Regions from separate parts of the Zea mays genome. Here regions 1 and 2 are each linked to region 3. A link is a contact called in public Hi-C data. All regions are on one chromosome and are shown on one strand. Each heading gives the region's core, a stretch centred on a gene start, on an enhancer-like site or on the middle of the called end of the contact. The rest is flanking DNA. Distances are from core to core; before and after follow the strand shown.

Region 1 (4,216 bases), core at 177-2,676, 190 kb before region 3:
GCCTATAAATACGGCGTCGCGTGCGGCCTTCTCTCATCGCCAAGTTTTTTTAACTATACAATCCAGGAAGGAAGTCACTGTCACTTGGTGAGATCGATGGCCCGCGTCGCCGCCGTCCTCGTTGCTCTCCTCGCCCTCTTTGCCGTCGCGGCCACGGCGCAGGCCCCTGCCGCGTCGCCCAAGCGCGCCCCAGCCCCTGCGCCACCCAAGATGGCCCCTCTCCCGCCGCCGCCGACCAGGGCCCCCATGGCCTCCCCGCCCTCGCCTCCCACGATGTCGCCGGCGTCCGCCCCCTCCGCCGACGCTCCAGCCACGAGCCCCGCCGGTGCGGGATTTGGCGACGCGATGGCCCCGGCGGGAGCCTCCGCTCTGACTCCGGCCGCCGCGCCCGTCACGGAGAAGAGCACAGCCGCATCTGCCTCCGCCATCAGCTTCGTCGCCATCGCCGGCGCTGTGGCAGCCGCCGCCGTCGTGTTCTAGACATCCGGAAGTGGATCTGAGGAGCTGCAGCTGCACCTGAGCCGCTCTGCTGTTGTTGATAGATGCCCTCTGTTTGCTCTGTTTTACGATCCATTGTTTATTTATTTATTTGTTTGTTTGTCATTTAGAGGTCTGAGACAGAGATGAGGATGTGTAATCCTATCAATTTTCTGAACGGGAGTTGTTTCTATGCTCCGCAAGCAAACATATGACACTGCAAGCTGGTGTGTACCTTGTGGATGATGTTCTGTGCAAGGTGTGCCTCCTCGGCGACTTCCTTGGACGCGTGCTCCAGGAGCACGACCGCTGTCCTCAGCCTCCCGTTCTCGGGCAGCTGCTCGGCCACTTCCGACGACACCTTCTCTGCGACGGTGGCCGCGTCCTCGACGGCCTCCGCCACTACCTCCGCCGTGTCTTTCACCATATCCACCTCACCTGATGGCATCGGCGCAGAGTTAAATTTTGCATCGGTGCAGAGTTTCGCGGCGCGCGGTACAGGGCTCTTTGCTCTACTCTGAATCAGCAGGAACGACGCCCATCTGGAATGCAGCATTGGCGCTGCAGCAGCAAGAATAGAACCGACGGCCAGCCTTGCCCTGCAGTGCAGCAGAGGAATTAGGAGCCGCACCGGGACCCACTAATAACTGTACAACGGACAGAACAGTCGAGCAATCACAAGATGAAGAAAGGCGTCCGCTCCTTGTCCTGAGACTGATGCTGGCTCGGCCGAGCCGGCGGACGTCTCACGTCTCCCCCGTGGCTGGAGCCCGAGAATCCCGATCGGACCAACGCCTGGAAACGCGGTGGCGCCGCCGTCGCGGATCCGAGACGGGTGGTGGAGCGGAGCTTCTGGGAGTAGAGAGACCCGAACGACCTGACCAGGGACGACATGGCCGATTGCTGGAGGACAAAACAGTCAGCTCCTGATCGCTGGGTCCTTATGCACATCGATCAACAACGTGGAACGAGCGCGTATATGTACAACATGGACACCTCGCCACGCGCAACGGCGTGAGGATTGAAAGCGTGTCCATTCGTTAGCTTGCAAGGAATTGTTGGATGTGAAGTTAGGGTGAATGATCTGTGCACGTCAAAGGCAGTCGATTTCCGGATCAGATATAGCCTTGGGAAGGCAAAAGGGGATGCGGTGTCATGTGTGGATTGTGAGACGGATAGCAGACATGCTAGCATGCTGGTGCCGAAACCTGAAGCTTCCAAGCAACAACGTTCGGGTGGATATCCTTTTTCATTTTCTCAGTTAGTTCGGATCGACGTAACCCTATGACGACACGTGGCTTGTAAGTTTCGTATATCATCATAAACTTCCCGCTTTCTTTACCGATCAAGTATCAAGTGCACTCGAGTATGGCTCGCTGAACTAGCGATGACAACGTATAACACCCTAAAATTATATTTTAGGATTTATAAAAGTTTTTTAAAAGTTTTAAATTGAAATATCTTTTAATAAGTATCTTATTACCTTTCAAGTTACTTATCCCAAAGTAAATATATTTTCTAATAAAATATTACACCAAATGAGTTAATTTATCCACTTTTTGTTAAACTATATTTTTTAAAAAACAACATCTCTTAATGAAAGTTCTACACGAGGAGTTAATATTATTAGATAACCATTTCTATTCTCTAAGGGTTGCATATGAGGCATTTGACTAAATGAATAATTGGTATATAAGTAAAATCAACCATGCATTGCATGCGGAGCCTTTTTTGTTGATTGTGCATTTAATTGGGTGTTCAAACTATATTTGAAATAGGAGAAATGATAAAACAAGAAAAAGAAAACAGGAAAAAATGAAAATAAAAAATATATATAGAGAGAGACTACCTTGTCTGGGCCGAAACCTACATTCCGGCCCAGAACCGCATCACCAGTGCGATCCAGCAGTACTCCAGCCGCGCGTCTGCTGACTTGGAGACCCCACCGATCAGTCACTATCGTGCGCTGGCCAAATTCCTCTGCCTGGTGGGCCTCCTGCTTAGTCATCTGCGTGAGGTGCGCTCGAGCAGGTGGGGCCGTTAGGCCAGTTTCACAATTCGCTCGCATCACTGACTTCGCGACCCACCCGCCAATGTCTCACGCTTCACGTCTCTAGCTCGTGGGACCCGCACTTCAGCCACCCCATTCACCGCGCGAAAAAACAACAAGTTAGTGGTGTCCGGGGCCCATTTGCTAGTAGCTTCTTCCCCGTCAAGTCCGTCGCGAACAAAGTTGTTACAACTGCCCAAGATTCGCGCGGCTCACAAAATCTTCCTAGTTTCAGCCCGTGTGTCGACCCCTCGAGAATATAACATGGCCGCCTACCTCTCCTCTAGCCATTGCGGCCTCCACAGGACCCTAGAAAGCGACTGCATCCATTGTCAAGCGTATATATATATAGAGAGAGAGAGAATTGACGCCACCCCGATTATGTGCTCAGCCTCGCCATCAATTTGCTGCAGTATGTGGTCGAGGAGGTTCGTCAGGACTCGTGAAAGTTAGGGATGTCAGATGTCACCAATTCATCGGGTGTCGCTGCAGTGATGAGAGGATTCATCGCTGGAGCTCCAGGTAAGAACTTCTCCGTGTGATTCACATTGGTGTATGCATCGTGTGGCTGCCTTCGGATTATGGTTTATGGCCTTACACCGCTGAATGGCGTGGCTACGGCCATCCGTCTGCCATGGAGGCCGACAGCGCCGCCGTTCTCGGATGTCTGGGTGAGAAGATAACGCGCTGGCCGTCGACCACGGAACAAACGGCCCAAATTAGAAGAAGTGAACTGTTATGCTTGGTTAAAACTGAGCCATTGATCTGCGATCCATCGATCTGGATTGGATCTAGGTGTTTTTAAATCCAGGTCGCCAGTTGTGAGATGGAGGGCTAGGATTACATCAGAGCGTACCCCTTCGTAGATTAAATCTGAGCCATTGATCTCAGGATGGATGGCCCAGTCGCGAGGATACCACTTCGGTCGTGGATTTTTGCTAAAGAGTCCCCAAAGTCGGGGGGAAATAATCTGCAGTCCATCTCTAATCAAAGACTATTACCGTGAGGTCCAGAATTTTAGAAAATAGACCCTAAACTTATCTAGAATATGACCCACAACATAGATCTCAGTTTTTCTTATAAATTAATTGTTAAAAATGGTTTTAAATATAAAACTTAATATGAAATAACTTAGAAACTTCAGAAATTCATAACATCTCCATTTTAACTCTGATTTTAGTGGTTCTTGAACCTAAAATTTTGTAGCGACACGTGGAATGTTATTACACAATTTGTTCTCATGCTTGGTGTAATGTTATTTTTACCTATTATTTGTCTCTCTATATGTATTGCTACGAATAGAAGCGAGGTCTCGAGGAACCTGAAGCTCCAATTGGAGAAGTACCTGTAGTTGCACCAAAAAGGCAAGTTGTGCCCTTGATCACTTTTATTTACCTAATAATGTTCTTGATAATCACCGTGACATGTGAAAGCGAAATGGGCTTAATCATTTCCTATAATCGATTTTAATGGTTGACGTCCATCACAAACCACGTGGACTAATTAGTTTGCCTAGATATCATTTATCATAGGTGCAAAAGGTTCAACACAAACCAAGCAAGAATTCAAGTTGGGGACTCAAATAAATTTGGAGCAAGACACGAGAGTGTGATGTCAATGGCACACTGGACAGTGTCCGGTGTGCACCGGACAGTGTCCGGTGCACCAGGCCCGCACACAAGCGAACAG
Region 2 (4,709 bases), core at 1,875-4,374, 130 kb after region 3:
TTGAAGCTCAGGTCCAGCACCGCCAGCTTCAGCAGCCGGTGCAGACCCTCCACGTCGCTGATCTTGTTGCCCGCCAGGTACAGCTCCCGGATGGCCGTGCAGTTCGACAGACCTGATCCATGGCGCGCAGCATCGCAGAGGAATCCATGAGCAAAGCAAACAAAACAAACTGATGCATTCGTGATTGCTTAAGGCATGCAATTAATCGAAGATGATGCATGTCAGTCGGCAGCAGTGGGTCCTTCGTCCATCATGGGCCACCTCAATCAGAAAAGCAAATGCATAAACGAATCAGGACAGGGTCATCTCAACGGCACCGGTCCCAGACAATTATGTCCACCGCTGGCCACTCGAAGCCAAGACATGGAACTGGTACCGCAATGTGGGATGTCCTGTCCTGTTCAATGATTCGGAGTCTCTGATCCACACCGACAGACTGTACCGGCCGGGAAGATGATAAACTCAGATCGCATCTTTATGAGTGCATGTGCACTGTGCATACAAGCAGCAGTAACCTCAAGTATGGAGACACGTGCTTACCATGCCCAATCCGCGAAATCCTGTTGTAGCTGAGGTTGAGCACGCGTAGCTTTGTGAGCTCCCGGAGGCCCTCGACGCTGGCAATCTTGTTCCTGGACAGATCAAGAGAGTGGAGGCCCTTGGGCAGCGATCCAGGGGAGATATGAACTGCAGCAGCAACTCAAATTATTCATAGTTAATTACTGATAGTTAGTTACTGAAGAGTAATAAGCAGTTCATTAAATTAGTGCTCTGCTCACCGATGAGGTTGCTGGAGAGGTTGACGGCCCGGAGGGTTGAGAAGGGCGCGATCATCGGCACCACCTTGAGGCCCATCCCTGAGATGTGCGCCACCGACGAGAAGGCGTTCAGGGACTGCACCACGGTGTTGGCCTGGACGACCTCGTCGGCCGTCGTTGCGCAGCGCTTGGATTTGCTGTTTCCGCCCTTCCCGGACGATGGCTCCCCGAGCTCGAGATGGCGCGGCTGCGACGCCGCACACTCGCCATTCTCCTCATCGTCCTCTCCGTCGTAGTTGTCGTCATCCTCCTCGGCGATATCGAACGGAGGCTCGCTTTCGATGCTGCTGACCCACGCGCTGACGCGGTCGTGGATGGAGCTCTCGGCGCAGAAGGCGACCCACTGGTTGGGCACAGACGCTGCTGGCGGCGACTCGTCGACCATGACCGTCTTGTTCTTGCGGTCGGCGGCCGGGCCCTCCTCGAACGTGTCCGAGGTGTACCCGTCGTGGCGGCCAGGCGAGAACGATCGGTGGGCCGTGCGCGCCGACCGCGGCATGTGCAGGTTGCGGTGGCTCCAGAGGAAGAGCCGCCACCAGAGCTTCCGGCTGCGCGAGGGCAGCACCTGGCTGGACGACCGCTTCTTCAGCATCACGCGGTCGGCAGTGCGCGACGTCTTCACGGACGCCGGACTGGCCTCCGGCGCGCCGTGCGGGGTCGCCGTCGCGTCCAGGGCGAGGCCGGCGACCAGGTTGCCCAGATCGCCGTAGGAGCGCGACCGGGCCGGCATCTCGGGCGCGGAACGCGAGCCTGGTCGCTTAGTCTCGATGTTGGAGCAAGACCGCTTCAGCTTCGGCGATGTGTCCGCCACCGCAGCGTCGGCCGAGGTGTCCAGTGCCACGTCACTGTCGGACCGGACGGGCTTCATGGCCGCGTGGAAGCTGAAGTCGAAATCTGACAGATCGCTCTCCTTCACCAACACCAGTTGATCAGCCGCTTCCTTATTGTTGCGGTCCTCCACGGGGACCGAGAGCTCGGCGGGGACGACGTCCTGGACGACGCCTGCACCAAGCGTCGGGTCGATGAGTTCGACTTCGACCGGCTTCACCTTGGGGCACTCGTTGCCGCTGGCCTTGATAGCATCGGTGATCTTGCGTGTCTTCTTCTTCCTCTTGCCGGGGAGCAGAGCGGGGAAGCAGCTCAGCTTGGCCATAGCTTGCCGGAGAGCAGGGCGCAACTGTTGTCTACGGGAGGCGTAGGCCGAAACAGGGACGCCGGGATCGCGAGGACGATGATGATGACGACGACGGAAGAGGGCAAACTCGCATGCTCGCCAATATTGAACTTGAACTGGGGAGAGCTGGAGGGCCGCAAAGCTGGAGCTGAGCCGTCCTGACAGCTAGCCCTGCACCAATTAATCAGCAGCTGGTTGAGAAGGGGGCTCTCTTTATTTTTTTGGAAGGCTGTTACGCGATGAGGTCTCCTAAGTCCTAACGGACGCGGAAACCAGTTTAATTTAACAACACACAGGAGTCCTTCAAACGCAAAAGAATATACATATATATCATCAGACTGCGAAAGAATGAGCAGACCGGGACTCCCCTTCAACTGCCAGACGGCTGAAAATGATATGCAATGACAGAGCCAAAGTTATTCCATTACTGACGCAAACAACAACAAGCCGTGTGGGTGGGGAAAAAGATCATCAGATTCGCGATGGAAACAAAATTGACCACCTTCGTTTTTTCCCCATTCTCGTCCGATTCACAACCACACAGAAAAAAAAATACAGACTAGCAAACAACGATTCGACATGAGAATTCAGAACCATGTAAGAAGAAGCGCTAACGTCTACATACACACACAGCAAACAAGAAGGCCCGGATGAGCACGAGAATTCAAGGATTTACCAGGAACGGAGGCAGGAGGGCCTGTTTGGAATGGAGAGGGGGGTTGCTTTACGGATGTTCAGAGCCTGGTTCGATTTGGACGGCAACCCCCCTCTCCAAACAGGCCCCAATGGCGCAGGCACAAAGGCGATCACAGAAGAGGGGAAAGCATTTATATACCACGAAGACGAAGCAGAGGCACGCCAAACAAAGGAGGGGGGCATTAAAGGGTTCTGAACAGCGAGGCCTCACCTTGGGTTCGTCTGGCTGGCACTGACACGTGCAAAGAAGGTGCCTCCTGTTTCCTAGCTGGTCGTTCGTCAAGGATGACGGGTCGGTCGAGCGCTGATCGATCGGCGGCTATTTCTCTTCTTGCATGCACGCGGCGGCTAAAGATGGGTAGTAGTAGTAGTATAGGACAGAGGCAAGAACAGGGAGGAAGGGTGCTCAGTGGTGTGGCGTGGCCCATCGTGGAGAAGACGGGACGAGAGGTGAGACGGTAGAAATAGACAGGACAAGCATGGATGCTTGGCGCCTGTCGCGCTGGTGGTGGAGGCAAGCACGCACGCGGTGGCCACACGGTGACAGTTGATTCGGACGTCACTCCCACTAGCCACTTGGTGCCGGCCGCAACCAAGGAGAGTCGGAGAATACTCCCGTCGTCTTTGGTATTTTATTTTATTTATTTTTATAATATATATAGGAAGCGATGACAAGTTATAGATTTATTAGTCCTTCTAAAAAGGGTAACCTCGGTTATTATTCTATAGACCTATGAAAGTGTCAATATTATAGCTATCTTATTTATAGAATATATCATTTTTTGTTACTTCTTTATATACGATGCTCGACTCAATGCCTTTTAGGAGTCATAGCCATCAATCTCTACTACACTATAAGAGCGTATGTGGACGTCCACCCCTACAGCATGTCCCGCCTCTGTCTTTCCTGGCCTCGCCCGCCCCTTCCAACCTCCTCCCTGCTCCCTTTCATCCTCGCACATGCTTCATTGCGCTCGCCGGGCCGCCCACGTACTCGGCATGCGCTCCATCTGTGCTGGCCCGCACTCCATCAGAGAGCTGACGCCGCAACTGGGCCGAGGATCTCGCTCCCTCACCTCAACTAGAGTTGCCCCATCATCTCCAACTGTTGATCACCATCGCAACCGGCACACAGAAACCAATGGCGCTCCTCCTGCACGCCCACGAGCATCGTTATCTCAGCGACCCCCTCCCTCGTATTCAACCATCGCTTCCTCGGCACCGACCAAGACGGCGACGACGTGGGCTCGCACCAATAACATCGCGACCACCGATCACATTGCACCTCTTCGATGCCTCCCTACGCTTTTTCCTCCACACGCTGCTGAGACCGACATCGCGACCATCAATCACGTCACGCTAGGACGAAGCGCGGGCACTGCCGCAAATGAGGCCAACGTCCTCCACACGCACCTCTTCGATGTCGAGGCCGACGTCGCCGCGCTGTGTGCCCGCGCCGAGTGGCTCGAGCGCGAGGCTTCCAAGTGGGATGAGCTGCTCCTCACGGCCACTTCGCAAGCCAGGTACTCTGATGGCAGGCCCCTGCCATACATTCGCGACGGAGAGGAGTGGGCGCGCCATGACCTCTTGGCCGACCTCCGTTTTCAATGCGCTCACCACCAAACTCCGCAACTGCCTCCCCATCCAAATAGACATTAATGTTTCAATCCACATCTCTACCGGTTTAATCCCTTTGCTGCTAGGTAAGGTGCCCTGTTCCTTGCTGCTCGGACGGATCGTTTAAGTTTTTCCTCGCAACCACCCTATTGCTTATTGCTGCATCGTGCAAGGAATAGGAGCACTAACTTATGCACGCTTATCCCTAACAGTTTAGGATTCATCGGGATTGGTTCGGTTGGTATTTCGTTAGGCCTCGGTTTCTATCCGCCATCTCCTCCTTCCATGGTTGTTGTCGCCTCCGCCCTACGCTCGGTGCTCGGGCCTTTGGGACTTCCGCCTGCGACGCTCACCCACCAGGTATGTGCACCCCTTCTCTGTTCCTAATGTGTGAAACCATAGCA
Region 3 (4,690 bases), core at 195-2,694:
GTATCCATCCAGAGACCTCTCCTTGATATGCCCAAGCAAAGATGTTGCAATATTGGTGTGCTTATCAATCATATTCTTCCGCTCTGTCAGTTCTGGCAGTGAGTTCACCGCATTCATGAGATGCTTAGTGTTGCCAATTAGATCAGTACCATCAAACTCAACCCCAACCTTGCCACCACCAGTATGCTGGTTCACCTCATCCACATCCTGCTTGTACTTGGCAAGCTGCGCTTCGATTTCCTCAGCAACTTTGGGGAATGGAGACCAGCTGTTTGCCACCCAGAATTTATCAGAGTCATCCAATTCGTACTTCTCTGCCGGCAACTTCAGCTTGTTCTGCTTCAAGCCAAGCACGTCGTGCACCAATGGGCGGTAGCTCCAGTCGTGCTGCACCCCTACAGACAGCTCGAAATTCCTGTCGAAGAGGCACAGCACAGGGCGCTGGAATGACGTGACAGCGGCAGATGCAGCCTCCGTGAAGAGGTTGGGCTTGGCGAGTAGGTGATCGCGGAGCCGGGCGTCGAGGGCGCCGGCCACCATCTCCGCTGGCCCGCCGCGCGCACAACTGATGACAGGCACAACACCGAGCGTGGCGACTACGCAGAAGAGGCCCAGCGCGACGGCGTCGACGAGGGCAGTGATGTCGGCGTCGGCAGCGGCGGGGTCGTTGAGTGCGACGTAGGCCCGGGGCTGCGCTAGCGAAAAGAGGTCATCCTCGATGCAGACGAAGTCGATGTACTGGTCAGCAACGCGCGCCACGCGGCCCGCACACGCGGGCGGAGCGGCGGCGCAGGCGGTTGCGAGGCGCTCCAGCAGGGGTCGCGGGACGGAGGTGGAGAAGTTGACGTGGAAAGACCCGTAGAGCCCCGCGGCGGCGTCGGCCGCTACTCGGTCCACGTTCCCGGGGGTGGGCCGGACGAAGTAGACGGCCGGCGCATCGGGCACCGCCTGCCGCGGACGATCGATGGCGAGGGTGAGGGTGACACCTTGGTGGCGGAGGTCGCCGAGCTTGAGCACAGGCGAGAGGATGGAGATACAGGGCGGATCCATAACCAGGATCTTGTACGCATCGTCCTCTCCCTGTCCCTCGCCGCCGTTCGGCAACTGCTGCTGGTTCAGGTGCAGCATCCGCACGATAACATCTGGATCAGAGGCAGTGAGCGGGATTAGAGCCTGTACAGACACGGACAATGGAGTCAGGGACTTGGGGCTTACCGAGCTGCTTGCGACGGAGGCTGAGCGTCATGGCGGTCCTCCGGTGTCTCGCCGGCGTGGATCAGATCGGATCTGAAGGGGGCGCAAGGAATGGAAAACTGGAGCAGGGAGGCGCGTTGTGCGACTAAGATTGATTGTGGTCGGACCAACCATCCAATTGTAACCGTTGATTTCCTCGGCTGGATGCTTCGATGCAAAGAATCGCCAACTTCATCATTAACTACGTCTGTGCTCTTGCCACGGGGTGCAGTTATAGATGTCCAATAAGCACGAGGTCCGTGAGCCCGGCACGAAACCCGCTTTTTGGGCCCGGTCCGAGCCCGGCACGGCCCAGTTATATGCGGGCCCGGGTCGGCCCGGCACGAATAAGCGGGCCGGGCTCGGACAGGAAATTAGGCACGGTGGGCTAGCCCGGCACGGCCCGTTTAGCTCTAAGCCCGTTAAGCCCGCTTTTTTTACACTAAAACGTGCTTTTCGGCCCGCATAGCCTGCTTTTCGGCCCGTTTTTTCGAGCTAAACGGGCCGGCCCGGCCCGTTTAGGCCCGTTGCGGGCCGGGCTCGGACAAGAAATTGAGCCCGCGTGCTTAGCCGGCCCGGCCCGGTTTTTTAATCGTGCCTGGCGGGCCGGGCCTAAAACGGGCCGGGCTTCACCGGGCCCGGGCCGGACCGGGCCGGGCGGCCCGTTTGGACATCTCTAGGTGCAGTGGGAGAGGGACCGCTAGACTACAAACATAATTATTATTTATTTTTAAATATTATAGTACAAATGGTTTAATGGCTAGCTCTAAATTTTTAGAGTAAGATGGCGTGAATTCTAGTGTTCGTTTTGTAGTATTTTTTTGTACGTGTTGTACGGACGTTAGGCGTTAGGCGTAGGGAGAGTAAAGCCCCAGGGTAGCATGAGATGTCCATATTAGGTTTTTAATATAGTAACTAATATAGTAACTAGCGAGTGCTTCGCTACAATTTTTATATATCTATAAATAGGTATTGAAATATTTATTCAAATAAAATTATTATTATTTTTAAATATTAAGCTACATGTTACATGGTTAGCCTCACATTTCTAGAGCAAGGGGTTATGGGTTTCAGTGCTCGCTTTGCATTATTTTTTTATATACGCGGACGTGATCAGATGCTCCCACATTAGATTCTTAATTGAGTAGTATAGATATAGATATAGATTTTATGATGAATCGAGATACTTATTTCAATGTTAAAACTTTGTATTATTTTTTCTCCATTACAAATAAATAGGCATAGAATCTGCTATGCAAATTAAGAAAAGTAAATCTTAAATTTGTTCTATATCTTCATAGATATTAAATTCAGATACGGATGTGAATTCAAATCCGGATGATCTTTCTGTTATTGTTATTGTAGAGAGCCAATAATATACAAAACTAAAAATTAGCATCAAATTATATACATACCAATTTTAAAATATTAAATTTATCCTAAAATATATTGAATTATTGCGCTTGAAGTCGAGTGGCAAGAGTAGAAATTATTTTTTTGGTAAAATGGAATACATTGAATCATCCCTAAAAACAACTCCAATAGTTATGCATAATTATACTACCTAAATCCTAGATTTAAAAATTCTCAAATAATATATGTCGAGTACCCAGGAACCGGGTGCCCAAAGGAAGCACCAAAACCTCTTAAACGGCCCACTCGCAGACTGGTCGACCCTCTACTGAGCAACCCTGCGAGGCAGAGCGGACAACCAGGTCCTCGGCCAAGCAACCCTGCGCGGCGGAGCGGACGACCAGGTCCTTTGCCAAGCAACCTTGTGAGGCGGAGTAGCCGACCAACCTGCTGTCGAGTAACCCCATGAGGCGGGGCAGGTAGGCGATCCTCTACCGAGCAACCCTACGAGGCGGAGTAGCCGATAGCCCGTTATCAGGCAACCCAGCGAGGCAGGGCAGACGACCAACCCTCTGCCAGGCAACCCTGCGAGGCGGAGCGGACGACCAGGTTCTCAGCCGAGCAACCCCGTGAGGTGGAGCGGACGACTAAGTCCTCTACCAAGCATCCCTAGGGGCAGAGTAGCCAACCAACCTGCTGTCGAGCAACCCCACAAGGCGGGGTGGTGGTCGGTCCTCGGTCGAGCATCCCTGCGAGGCGGAGTAGCAGACCGACCCGCTGCCGAGCAACCTCGCGAGGCGGACGCGGCGACCAACCCTCTGCCAAGCAATGCTACGTGGCAAAGATGACGATCAGGTCCCATGCCGAGCAAACTTGTGAAGGGGAAGGGTCGATCTGATACTATTGAACCGCGTCAGCACGACAAGACGCGTCACCACCAAACCACATCCGCACCTCTAGTATGGTGCCAAAAGGTCCATGTCAAACACAATGGTACGCTCTAGTGTACAACCTCAGGTGTATCCCCGCTGACTTGTGGGGCCAGCCAACTCCAGTCATGGGGACCTCAGCACCGAAGTCTCTACAGTCACCCACATATTGGAAAGGATGGGATGATACACCATACTGAGTGTACACCTACACATGCTTAAAGATGACACAAGGTTCATGACGTAATACAAAGTCGTAACAAGGCCGACCTAGAACCCCCATGATAAGTCTAATCTATGGGACCCACTAGGTACCGCTATGTCAACATTGAACTTGCTGCAGGGACCCGTATGCGGACGGACGAGGCAGAACGTCATACTAGGAGTATGGCAGCGCATGACCATACATACGGTGTCAGGAGGACTACGTCACCCAAGGGCACCAGGCTGAGTGTCACACCCGGTTTTGGAAGGCAAACCAGATGCGAACCATGTACGTGCCAGAATCAGAAACTCACGTACACAACGATTACATAATTGGACATCATCACACATTGCTCAAAATGAACAACGGAAAGATACTTTATTTACATCAAGATGTCCAAGACATCCACAGAGTCTAATACATAGCCATAGTCATTAACATTATTATCAAAGTGCGGAAATACGTAACGTAGTAGATAAGGCCTACACAGACAGCTGACTGGGGGTTTGCCACTAAGAAAAACTAGAACTCGTCGTAGTCCTGGAACTCCTCAAAGTCCTCCATGTTGCCAGCATCTCCTCCTGATCACTGAGTACAGTGGGGACAACCTGGGGTGGGGTGGTTTGTAAAGCAAGGGTGAGTACACATCAACGTACTCAACAAATGTCCCGTTTGGCTAAAGTGGACTAGCTGTACGTGGGGTTAAGGTTAAGAAATTGCTTTTAGTTGGTCAAGTATTTATTACTACTAGTAAAGCCAAGTTTTAGTAGTAAACCCAGTTATTACCCAAATGTACTCCCTCCAAGAGGAAATACCAGAGGTCAAAATTATAACCATCATTAATAACCATCATCATAAAAGTAATCCAAATCTTCTAATCAAAGAGGATCCCAAGGCTGCTCTTAACCATGAGCTCGGCTGATATACCAGTTTCTAACACTCTGCAGAGGTTGCACACTTTACCCACAAG

What was found. A called contact is a pair of places that touch in the nucleus more often than the background predicts.
Region 1: a Hi-C map of leaf shows a contact between it and region 3, with 4 times the contacts expected there. The contact joins the promoter of LOC100278970 here to the promoter of LOC100382068 in region 3. A contact is called at or near these places in 6 of 25 Hi-C or Micro-C datasets (bundle sheath, ear, endosperm and 2 more).
Region 2: a contact with region 3 is called in a Hi-C map of leaf, with 7 times the contacts expected there. The contact joins the promoter of LOC100191600 here to the promoter of LOC100382068 in region 3. A contact is called at or near these places in 9 of 25 Hi-C or Micro-C datasets (bundle sheath, ear, leaf and 2 more).

Annotation. Positions count from the first base shown.
Region 1 is chr1:143,344,988-143,349,203 of Zm-B73-REFERENCE-NAM-5.0, reverse strand. LOC100278970 reads right to left here and starts at 1,426. Exons shown (of 4, transcript NM_001152063.2): 1 at 1,157-1,426; 2 at 994-1,076; 3 at 713-915. The coding sequence starts at 1,371. It overlaps LOC100274631, which reads left to right and starts at 36. Exons shown (of 1, transcript NM_001365149.1): 1 at 36-701. The coding sequence starts at 97. The coding sequence ends at 480.
Region 2 is chr1:143,020,990-143,025,698 of Zm-B73-REFERENCE-NAM-5.0, reverse strand. LOC100191600 reads right to left here and starts at 3,124. Exons shown (of 4, transcript NM_001137029.2): 1 at 2,900-3,124; 2 at 780-2,163; 3 at 541-687; 4 at 1-112. The coding sequence starts at 1,971.
Region 3 is chr1:143,151,555-143,156,244 of Zm-B73-REFERENCE-NAM-5.0, reverse strand. LOC100382068 reads right to left here and starts at 1,444. Exons shown (of 2, transcript NM_001366767.1): 1 at 1,216-1,444; 2 at 1-1,142. The coding sequence starts at 1,246.